Regions from separate parts of the Zea mays genome. Here region 2 is linked to region 1. The links are chromatin contacts, called in public Hi-C maps. All regions are on one chromosome and are shown on one strand. Each heading gives the region's core, a stretch centred on a gene start, on an enhancer-like site or on the middle of the called end of the contact. The rest is flanking DNA. Distances are from core to core; before and after follow the strand shown.

Region 1 (6,108 bases), core at 2,701-5,200:
TAAATCATATTAATTCCACATTTACTCCTCATTTAGTTCAATTGTACTAATAGCAGGAGAATGTTAAAGGTCACTTTAATCTTCTTATGAGTCATTTAGTATATTCTTACTATTTTTAGCCCCTAGAAATAAACATATTAGGGACTAAACTTTAGTCTCCTAACTAAACTTTAGTCCCTAGACTAAAGAAACCAAACATGACCTTAGTCTAAAAATAATAAGAATATATGTAAAGATATATGGATCATGCCTTGAGTCCTAGATAGGATGGACCGAAGCTTGTATCCGCCACCGCTCAGGGCTGTCTCTGAAATTGTGGCTTTGGTGCAACACATATTAATGTGTCCTATGATTTCCTATATAGTGTATATGTTGTATTTCTCACTGTAGGAATTAAGTTAATTCCCGTCGGCTAAAAACCGACGGGAATAACCTATAAACCGACGAGAATAACTAATTCCCGTCGGTAACTGGCTAACTCCCGTCGACCTCAAGCCGATGGCTGCCAGGTGTCGGGGATAAACTTATTCCCGTCGACAGCTAACGGGAATAAGTAATCCTCGTCGGCTAGTACTTGGCGGACGGGGATAAGCCTTAACTCCCGTCGGCTACGTGGGCCGACGGGGATAAGCCTTAACTCACGTCGGCTAGGGCTAATCCCTATCGGCTTTTGTCAGGACCGACGGGAGTTAACTTATTCCCGGCGGCCTGTGTCTGGGCCGACGGAAGTTAAATTAAGGCCCGTCGACTGGAAGGTAGCCGACGTGAGTTAAGCCGACCGACGGGAATCTTCAGGATTCATGTAGTGTCTGCTTAGGAATCCTTCAAATCCTGCTACATCCGGTGGTCGGTCAGGAGCACATGAATTCTCTCCTGACACGCGACCACACCTGATGCCTACACAGCTGCTCAGCTTGTCCATCTTTTACGATGGCGACGAACGCGAGAGAGATTAGCTAGAGCTATCGCCGACGGTGGGCATTGTCCTACGCTGATACGCGCGAAATCGCTAAATCAGAGTCGCGTCGCGTCCTACAACGCTAACTTTCTTCCGAGATTTGACCGGGTCATCTGTTATGAAGACGATCATATCCTTTTACACACCATGATTTTGGGGCCCTAGAAAATTTGGGGCCCTATGTCGTTGATCCACCTGCACTACGCAAGGGACGGGCCTGGTGACATTCGCCGGTGGTCGGTCAAGAGCACATGAATTCTCTCGTGACATGTGACCTCGCCTGATGCCTACGCAGCTGCGCATCCATCTTTTGCGGTGGCGACGAACGCGAGAGGGATTAGCTAGAGCTATCGCCGACGGCGGACACATCCTATGCTAATACGCGCGAAGTCGCTAAATCATAGTCACATCGCGTTCTACAACGCTAACTTTCTTCTGAGTTTTGGCGGGGTCAACTGCTATAAAGACGATCATATCTTTATGCACACCAGAGTTTTGGGGGCCTAGAAAATTTGGGGCCCTATGTCGTCGATCTACTTGTACTGTGCAAGGGACAAGCCTGTTTGAGCAACTCCAACCATAAGCCTTATAATTGGGGCATATATTTTGATTTAGGTACCAATTAATTTATTTAGGGTCCAAACTGTATGTTAGTTTCCAACCATTGAGCCTTAAACTTTGCATCAAAGAAGTTAAGCACGAGTCCTCGCGCAGCACCAAGTGAAAAAGAGACAACGACTTGGTCCCAAGTTGACGAGTAATTGTATCTATTCTTTCAATGAGCTATAGATAACACCGTATCGAGTTCAACACATATACCGACGGATTGGATGGGCAGACAAGCAGCGCCAGACTCTAGTAAGCGTGGCCCGCCAGAAACTGAACGCCGGAGCGTATGCGCGCATGCAGCAAAGAGATATATTTTTTTACCTATGTTGCATTTGCGGATGCAGCCTCAGCCTGGCTCTATGCAGTTAATCAAACAACAGCTGCTTCTTGGTCAATGCACGCGCTCAGTCTGAACGGATGTGCGCAACATACCAATCACAATGATAGAGATGACAATGAGTACCCGAAACCCAAAAAACCGACAGTAAAGACGGGTATAAGATGATTTCTCTACCCGATGGTATGTTAGTGGGCAAGAATCTCTACCCGTTGGATAGACGGGTACTGACATGGGTTGGTACTACCTATACCCGTGTACATGTGGGTAAAATATACCCGCATAATTACCACTATTATCAATAATAAACACATATAAGCTAAAAGAAAATCCTTCTCCGACTATTATTTATTTAAATACCAAGTAATGTAATCATATGCTTTGTTATATTTTAAGTTGAACTTTTGTTGTGTGTGTTTATTTGACATTTTAATTTATTGAAATATTAGAATTTAAGACCTTTATAGTGGGTACGGGTTATCCGGCGGGATAAAATTATCGGTGCTGGTACGAGCATGTGTAAGATTTTATACCCGCTCGCGGATATAAGTCACCCGACGAGACGAGTATACTTTTTTATTGATGGGTACAAATATGGAATGATACTATCTGACGGGGTATATACCCGTTACCATCCCTAAACACATATAATAGGCTATTGAACAAACTGAATGTATGCTTACCAAAGCAACAACAACCTATTGAACACATATAGCGCTAAATGTCTCGACAATTTACTGGACAATAAGCTGATAATGACATGGACAACATGTTTCTTGCACTTGATAACGGGATGAAAAAAGCAAAACCCTATTGCTCACTTTGAGCGTAGCTCCTACAATACGTACTCCCAATTGTACTCCCAATTGTTAACACAAATAGGACAAAGTTTATGTAGTGGACAACGAATAGGACAAACAACAACTGAATCAACCAACAACCAGGTGGAGAGAAGGAAGACGGACTAGGGAGCGCAAGAGGATGGAGAGGGACAAGGGCCTTCTACGACGCCGGGATAGAGAAGGAAGACGAACCTGTGAGGCGGGAGGATGGAGAGAGCCGAGGGCCTTCTACGACGCCGAGATGGGAACAAGAGCGCTCACGATCTGATCTGAGAACAGGACAAACATGTGGCAGCGAATTGGGAGCATATTGGCGACAACTGGATGGGAGATGGTGGCGACGAAGATACATATGAAATGTCTGTGGAGGTTGGAACAACGCGAATCGTATAGGGCCGTCGCTCTCTGAGTCGCAAAGATGCTATCCTTCAAGTTGGACCTCAAAAAGTTTAGATAAATTTCACTAAAATAAGATTATGACCCTATATTTGAATTTGTTTATGTTTAGTGTTCCTATTAGAGTTGCTCTTAGGCTCTCTCCAAGAGATCCTCGTCAAAAGCCCATAATTTGTACCTATAGAAGGAGAATAGTGGAGAACAAATCTCCTGTATATATAGGAGGAGCACTATACTCTCTATATATGTTAATTATATCATTTTTTGTGAAATTAATTATTTTAAGCCACGTGATACGATAATAATGTTTTTACGACAATATAAATACTGTAGTTTTTAAATTTCAAAAATGTTAAATCACTAAGCTACAATATATAATTAGAGATATAAAGAGAAAATGGTTGAGATGTTTTATATACGTACCAGATAGATTCTTTTAAGAAAAATAGTAAAATATATTAGAAAATATAAAAGATATAGGAGGCTAAGGTTTTTTTTCAACAGATAATATAAAATACTAATTCTACATTGTAGATATCATTGCTTATAAAATAAAGTTTGAAATAAAAAATAATGTTAGAGATGTGACATGAGAGCTACTGGAGATAGCGGATAGCAGAGAAGATGTAAAGTGGGAGTGGTTGGTGACCGTCTTACCAAAGTACCAAACCCTTCACCCTTCAGGATCAACTGATCAAGTCAATCCTGCAGTATTTGCAGAAACCCCCTCCAAACCCAACGATCGTATTCAAACAACCCCTCGGCACCCGTCTCCGGTCTCCCTTCCGTCATTGCGCGTCCCACCTTCCGTCCCCACAATTTCCGCTCCCCTCACGAGCATTTCCCCCGCCTACCCGTCGCCGACGGCCATGGCCCACCTCCAGCTCACGGCGCTCGCCGGCGGCGCCGACGACGAGATGGAGGAGGTCGCGCTGCTGGGATCCTACGACGAGGAGGCCGGGGTGGGGCCGGAGGCGGAGGGGGACCGGGCGGAGGCCGGCATGCGGCGGGTGCAGGTGCGCGTAACCGGCATGACGTGCTCCGCGTGCACGGGAGCCGTGGAGGCCGCGCTCTCCGCCCGCCGCGGCGTGCGCCGCGCCGCCGTGTCGCTGCTCCAGAACCGCGCCCACGTCGTTTTCGACCCCGCGCTCGCCAAGGTCCGTCGGCTGGCCCCGTGATCCCTCCGCTCTCCTTTCTCCGTCCATCCCGCGCGCCCTCTCGACGGATAGTTTTTTTTTCTTCCTAGCGCTGTGGGCTACAAATTGTGTGGAGTCGTGGCGCTGTGTTGCGTTGCGCTGGGGAAATTGAGGGGTTTGGTGGCGGGAAATCGAACTCCGGCCTGTTGGTGGATAGGAGATGTACGTGTCTGCTTCGCTTCGTTTCATCTTAGAGGAGGTTCAGAAGCACGTAACTCGGTAACCGTTTGAATTTCTTCTCTCTTTTCTTCTGGTTGAAGCTGGTGGTTTGAATTCGTTGGACCTGCAGATAGTTGATGCTGTTGGATAAATGTTTCCTGTGTTTGGAAGCTTTATCACTGGGATCCATGCCCTTGTAAATCACAGCCGCTCTTAACAGGATGCTGAGTGATTGTTGAAATTTCGATTGACAATTCCCTAGGAGAGTTTAATGTGATTAACTAATATTATAGCAGGCTGCAAGCAATCTCCAGCTAAAATACACGTTCGTCATTTAAAATAGCACCATAATTTGACACGTTGCTAGTCTCCAACCATTATCTAGCAACTAATTTCCTTTTACTTTAAGTCTCTGCAATGACCCAACAGGAAGTTCTCTACTCAATATTTATTTGTCGTTTTTTAATGTTTAAAGCTTGTTGTATGCAGGAAGACGACATTGTAGAAGCAATAGAAGATGCTGGCTTCGAAGCAGAAATTCTTCCTGACTCTACTGTTTCTCAGCCAAAACCGCATAAGACTTTGTCAGGACAATTTAGGATAGGGGGGATGACTTGTGCTGCATGTGTGAACTCGGTTGAGGGGATCTTAAAAAAATTGCCAGGTGTAAAAGGTGCAGTTGTTGCATTAGCGACCTCATTGGGTGAAGTTGAATATGATCCTTCTGCCATTAGCAAAGATGAAATTGTTCAGGCCATCGAGGATGCTGGTTTTGACGCTGCACTGTTGCAAAGTAGTGACCAAGACAAGGTCCTATTAAATGTCCAGGGGTTACATTTCGAGGAAGATGTAGATGTATTGCATGATATCCTGAAGAAAATGGAAGGCTTGCGTCAGTTCGGTGTAAATTTTGCAAACTCAGAAGTTGACATTGTATTTGACCCTGAAGTAGTTGGTTTGAGACAGATTGTAGATACTATCGAGACGGAGAGCAACAATAGGCTGAAAGCTCATGTACAGGATCCATATATACGAGCTGCATCAAATGATGCACAAGAGGCCTCTAAGACGCTTCATCTTCTTCGTTTTAGTTTATTCCTAAGTGTAAGTTTAGTCCCCCCTTCTATCCTAAAGACTTAATTATGTGTCTTCGATGATATGTTTATTTCGATAATCGATATTATAGATACTGCTTGACAGGAAACTTTGTGTTACTTGCATACTGACTCTCCACTGGTTTCCTTGCACCAGATTCCTGTATTTTTCATCCGCATGGTATGCCCTCGCATACCTCTGATTAGTTCATTCCTACTTATGCACTTTGGGCCATTTCGTATAGGAGATCTGCTGAGGTGGATTCTGGTGACCATGGTACAGTTTATTGTTGGCAAACGATTCTATGTTGCAGCGTATAGGGCCCTAAGACATGGCTCTACAAATATGGATGTCTTAGTTGTTATTGGCACTACTGCTTCATATGTCTACTCTGTTTGTGCACTACTTTATGGGGCATTCACTGGATTTCATCCTCCAATATATTTTGAGACGAGCGCAATGATAATTACATTTGTGCTATTTGGGAAGTATCTTGAGGTGCTCGCGAAAGGAAAG
Region 2 (6,108 bases), core at 1,772-4,271, 340 kb after region 1:
TTAAGAAAAATAGATCAATTTCCATTCGTCTGTATGCCTCTATGCGGCTACTACCTTTGACCACATCGATGCTGCTCGGTCGCTCCTATACTATAGTCCCACCTAAAACACTTTACTGACTAATTTTAGCATTTTGGCTTCGAAACACTCGCTAATAAATAGCTAGCCAAACGGTTGTCAAACTGTTTATCCATTAATCATTTATATTGCGAATAGATCGTGTAAAGAGAAAGTACATCTATTAGCAAAGACTCTAAACATACTTTTACTAATTGTTGCTAACTAATTATTTGTTGGCTAATTGTTAGCCGCGAGGATCAAACAGAGTCTAAGTAGTCATCTAGGGTTTGGGCTCTGATCATAAGACTGTAAGAGATGAGCTGGGAGCGCGTGGAACTTTACTGCAGAACACACAGGCAATCACCTTCAACAAAAGCACTTGGGAAGCATTGTGCAACCGAAGGTCACCTCTAACGAAAGTACACACGCGCAACTTTGGCGCAGAACAAATTTATGGTTGGTTGGTTGTCCACGCATAGCAGATCAGAATATATACACACAAAGCTAATTGACATGTTACGTAGCAAATATTTTAATTAATATTGTTGTTTTTTCTTAGTAATCACACGAAGCTAAATTCTTCCCGTCGTCATTTTTTTCTCTTCGAAATTAGTGCCGTTGGAGATGCTAATACTCTCGACTGAGCCTACAACTTTAGAGCTTTTTAGGAAATACAAGTGGACACACAGCCATTTCCTGTTAATACAATAGATGTCGCATGCGAAAAGGTCTTAGTTCGACCCGAAATGGCCGATAAAAGCAAAAGCAAAGACATCATCATTGACGATCCTCGCACGTCAAATGTATTGCAAAAGGAGATTGCTCGAAAGGCTCCGGACGATAAGGCTAAAAAGTCCGGAGGCACCGGGGGGCAAGCACAATTAATGAGCCAAGCACGACAGCCTGGCCTGAGCATCACAGACGGTATGGCACCTACGTGCGGACGGTCCGGTGCTCAGACAGACGGTTCGGCTAACTCTGCCGGACAATCCGCCTATGGCCAAAGGCGTCAGCCTCCACACAAAGTCTTAAAAGGGAAAGAGACGCAACAGCATAGCACATATGGTCGGCTCATCAAAACTGACTCTACTTTTGATCAGTTGCTCTCCAAGAATTCTAGCAAGAAGACTGTTCTACGTGATCGGTCAACGAAGAAACCTCGGTCACCTGCTAAAACAAAACGGGTAAACAAAACGGCCCAAAAGGCGACACAACAAGCATCGCATATTCATCCTATGAGACCAGGGTACTTTCCACCTGTTTACTCATCGTTGGTATATTATCCTATTCAAACATGGAATGATACGATGATGAATCTATGGTATATATATAGTCCCTTTGTCTATCTAGACTGGGGGGCACCTCCATTCTATTCCTTTTGAACCATTGACCAAGTGGTCATGGCCGAGAAGAATACAATCTGAAACGACCTTTATACATTGGTGCTTTATTGAATGATCTCCATGTTGAAAAGCCGATGACTTACATCAGGTTTAGTTCATATGCTTTTGGTTCGTCAACCTTCACCAAAAGGCAGGGGGGCATATGTTGGAGACCAAAAGTGTCTCGCGGACGGTCCGACCCTTAGGCCGGACGGTCCGCGGTCCGGACAGTCCGCGGTGGTGTCGCGGACGGTCCGCGCGTGCGCAGAGTCAGTTAGGGTTCCTAGTTTCTCGCGGGATTTGTTTCCTAAAACCACGGGATTAACTCGGAAATCAGTTTGAAGCGGATCCAGACCTCCCCCTTTATATAGATGAAGGGCTACGACCGATTAAACCCCCAACAATCGATTAACTCAAGTCTATTTCTCGTTTTTACCTTATGCATTAGAAGTAGCTCTAGTTTAGCTCTAGTTTAGTATTCCAATCCCCAAATTCTCCGCTTCTCTTCGGCTCTACGTCGATTAGAGGAGTCTAGGTCGGCCTGCCGAGCCTAGACATCACCTAGGATCTCTCCTCCCTGACGGGGTCCCTCCCGGGAGCGAGATCCAGGCGTCGCCGACGACCTTCGCCGCCCCCTGCGCACGCGCGGACCGTCCGGCCCCAGGGCGCGGACCGTCCGACCGTCAGGCAGGGAACCCAGGCCCCTGTTCCAGGTCGCGGACCGTCTGCGCCTGTGCAGAGAGCACCGCCACGGTTTGTATTGAGTGATTGACGCCCCAAAAAGGCACCAACAGATTCATTTGTATGTAACAAATGGTAAATATGGGTAATTTTATCCCAACTTTATGAGTGAAGTTGAAATTATCCATTAATGAAGTACTTCATGTTTTTGTGAAGTTAGAGAAAACTTCACATTTTTTTAAAGCAGAGTTGGTGAAGTTGGTATAGTTTAACTTGAGTCTATGAAGCTGAGTTGGTTTTCGTGAAGTGAAGATGTCCCAAAACATTTCCTAAAAACCGTTATTGACGGTCTGCAGCAGATCGCGTATATGGTCGTGTAAAACACTATTTTATACAATAAATTGCACTGTGCGTATAGATAAATTTGAAATAGAAGATAGAATAAGAGATGATGAATAAGTTGCTCGAGACATCTTAGGAAGTTAGGATGAGATCTATCGTTGCAGCCTCCAACGAACAACATGTATGTTGCCAAGCTACAAAGGGAAGCTACGCTGCACATGCGAAGGGCATGACGACTTTGTGCCGCTGAGACAGGCGCCGTGCAAGTCTGGCCTCTGGCGCATACCGCCAATGCAGCACCAGCACCGCAGGGCCACGCTTTTGTTGATGTTTCAGCTGTGGAGGATCCAACGTCGCTTGGACGTGACAGCCGGTGCGGTCCAAGTGATCACCACTACCACTGGAGCGATCGGATGGCCCAACAACGCCTTCGCTTCCATCCGAAGGCAAGCGGTTGCGCTGCGCTGCGCCCCATTCTCCCCCCCCCCCCCCCCCCCCCCCAGAAACACAGGCACCCACCGCCACCGCCCACCGGCCACCGGCAGTGCGCGCGGAACCGCTCCTGCCCGCCACGTGTCCCCGTCTCCCGTCCCCACGTTTAAATGTCATGTCCCGCTCGCCACCCATCCTCCCCCCTACTTCCAATTCAGCGAGCGATTCACCACCCCACCACCAAACCGTCTCCGTCGCGCCTCCCGAATCCCCGTCGAATCCGAGCTCCCGGAGGCACCCGAGGCGCGGGCTCCCCAACCGCCTCCCGACCCCGCGGGCCTGCGCTGCGCACCGGTGAGCTCGATTCGCGGCGCCGGCGTCGCCTCTATTTCATTTCCATTTCCCGTTCGCTTCGTCGTTCCTCCGGCGAGAGAGGGAGCGAGGTGCATGTTCGAATCCCCTGCCATTTTCACCTTTTTTTCCCCCGGGCACATCAGATCGCGAGGCGCGCTGTAGCAGGCGATGCTTGCTGCGTGCTGCCTGCACGTTCCTTTTATTCGGCGGCGCCAGTGCCAAAGCAGCATGCCGCTGACGTTCTGGTGGTCTCACTGTTCGGCCTCAGCGTGTGCGCGACGCTGAAGAACGGCAGGTACCGCGGGGGTGTGATGCTGTCATTGGCTGTCTGCTCCATTCGCGCTGCCGTGAGGTTCTCGTAGTTTCAGTGGTTGTTTTTGGGTAATACTGTCGCGTTGTGCGTGCGTATGTGCTGGATTGGGGCCCTGCGTCTCTGCGGGAAATTTTGGTGCCGAATGTTCTCTTGTGATCCGAGTCATTGATTACGAGGTAAACCGTGCATGTGAGTCCTTTTGTTTTGGCCAATTAGATCACCAATTCAAACTCGGGGGGCTGACCAGGATACCGTAGCTAGCTCTAGCTTTTTGTCTTTGCATAGGTAGCCCAAATTTAGCGTGTAGCGCCGCTTGCTTTGGCTGTTCATGTTCCTGTGTGCCTCTGCATGTTTTTATTCCATAACGGCGAGTTCAAATTTTGGTATCATTTGCGGTTCTACTGTGTCTCTGTTTTCCTAAATGCTAATTGATCGGTTTCATGTTATGCTTACATGTTTGTCGGATGATACCAACAAGTGTTTTCATCTGCAAGTGAATGCATGTTTTTTTTTCTTTCTGAACAAACGTGATTGCTCAGGATATCTTTGATGAAATGATTGGATATTCTTTTTATGTACAACTTGGCACCAACTTTATGCAAAATATATACCACAGCACAGTTTCTTGCTGAACATATGAGAACCTTTTTTCACCATGTCCAGAAAATAATGCAGATTGGGGCATGGAGCTTAGCTGTTTCACTTTGCCTAAATAAAGTAATATATCATATCTCATCTAAATTTCATTCCCTTTTCTGTTTTTTTTCTTCCCAACAGCGACGAAAACAAAGAACTACTGATCAATATAAAATGGCTGTAAGCTTCAAATACTGGGACGATTGCTTGGATCCAGAGGATATGAGATTGATGTGGCAGGATCCTGTTGTAAGTAAAGAGTGGAATGATGCTGGGGAAGAGCAAGGACAGAAAGTTCACCTGTCACGGGACCCTGATGGTGAAGCATATCTCACACAAACTGAAATGATGGTGAGGAGTCTGTTGAACTCCATGATATTGATAGCAATAGTTCTAGAATATTGGAATCCTATTGAAACCTGTCAAGTAAATCACCACTTCCCAACGTGCAATTCCGCCTTTTCAACTTTTCAAGTCTAAGCCACCAAAATTTCACTAAAGTTTGCCTAACATAAAGAAATTATCAATACTATATTTAACAAAGTGGTTACCGAGTAAATCACCGGTTAGGAGTATTTGTTACAAAGCTATTTGAATTAAGTTTGCTAAGGCGCTAAGCTATGAAAATAAACAGTAAAGGTTCTTCTATATTCTAAGTTCTGTCTGTTTTTACGCAACTGTGGCTTTGAACTGATTCTTGTGTACATCCATTGGTTCTTTCAGGCAGTGGCGGCAATTACCGTCCATAGACATTTCAAATCGCAGCTAGACCCGGTATGCAGTATTAGCTCTATTTCTCCATGTTCAACAAGTAGTTGCACTTCCCTTTTTTCTCTGTGATCTCACGTCCATCAGTGAGTACAACTGCATGTTAACTTATTGGATAAGTAGAGTTTGGTTAGATGGATACGGAGTTTGTTTAGATAGATAAGGATTTGGTTTGTTAAGATACTCCCTCCGTTCTTTTTTATTTCTCGCGTTTTAGTTAAAAAATGAACTAGCGAGCGACAAATATTCGAGAACGGAGGTAGTATTCGATAAGGTCGGCTGCTATCTCAGCCCTATAAATATAGTCCTCCAATCAATGAAAGATTAAGCAGGTAAGTAACTTGACCGTGCTTCCTCCAACGCAGCTACTGTTCACCATGTACTCTTCATCCGAGGTACTGTCCATCCACGGTGCCATTCACCTGTGCCTACTGTTCACCACGGTACGGCGTCTCTTCCAGACAACAGCCCTAACCCTAGGACAGACATCGAACTTACCACTCGTATTACCTCCGTAACCTTAATCCCAACACTTATTGTCATGACACATTCGCTGTGATGGTTCTCTAGAGTCTGGAGATACTAAATGAATGACGTGAGACAAAGTGGTCATATGTTCAGCAATCTTGTTACTGGTATGCATCACTGTGGATTTGCTGAATATGGCCTTTCTTCCCGTGCAGTATATGATAGGAGCACTTGCTGAAATTGCAAGTGGAAGGAGACTCTTTGTAGATACCTATGATCGCAAGACTAAAGAAACCAAGGTTGGCATACTGCAGGTGGCACCTGAAGTTGCTCAATGGCTTGGAAGGTAATCATGAAACCTTATTAGCACAATCTAGCAACAATCTCTGTCTTCTATGTTCTGAAGCTAAACTTATCATTTTCCTTGTTTTTAAGGGAACTAGGTTACAAGAGTTATGACATTGAAGATAATACTAATTTGCTGTACTGGCCTCTTGTGAATGTCTATTTTGGTGCTGCTTATGCAAAATGGCTCTTCTCTTGTGATGACAGGTATGTATTTTTACTTGGCACTATATGTTTTACTCATATTATCATCTTTGATATTTCAGCAGTTAATACAATTATATTACAAAATGCTGCAGACAAAGAACTGAAGAATTTGTTGTTAGA

The links. A called contact is a pair of places that touch in the nucleus more often than the background predicts.
Region 2: a Hi-C map of bundle sheath shows a contact between it and region 1, with 2.9 times the contacts expected there. The contact joins the promoter of LOC100381715 here to the promoter of LOC100501149 in region 1. A contact is called at or near these places in 3 of 25 Hi-C or Micro-C datasets (bundle sheath, ear and endosperm).

Annotation. Positions count from the first base shown.
Region 1 is chr4:244,322,164-244,328,271 of Zm-B73-REFERENCE-NAM-5.0, forward strand. LOC100501149 (Copper-transporting ATPase RAN1) reads left to right here and starts at 3,951. Exons shown (of 9, transcript NM_001195948.1): 1 at 3,951-4,299; 2 at 4,987-5,601; 3 at 5,749-6,108. The coding sequence starts at 4,012.
Region 2 is chr4:244,658,764-244,664,871 of Zm-B73-REFERENCE-NAM-5.0, forward strand. LOC100381715 reads left to right here and starts at 3,022. Exons shown (of 14, transcript NM_001175932.2): 1 at 3,022-3,340; 2 at 4,342-4,551; 3 at 4,924-4,974; 4 at 5,652-5,782; 5 at 5,872-5,988; 6 at 6,081-6,108. The coding sequence starts at 3,068.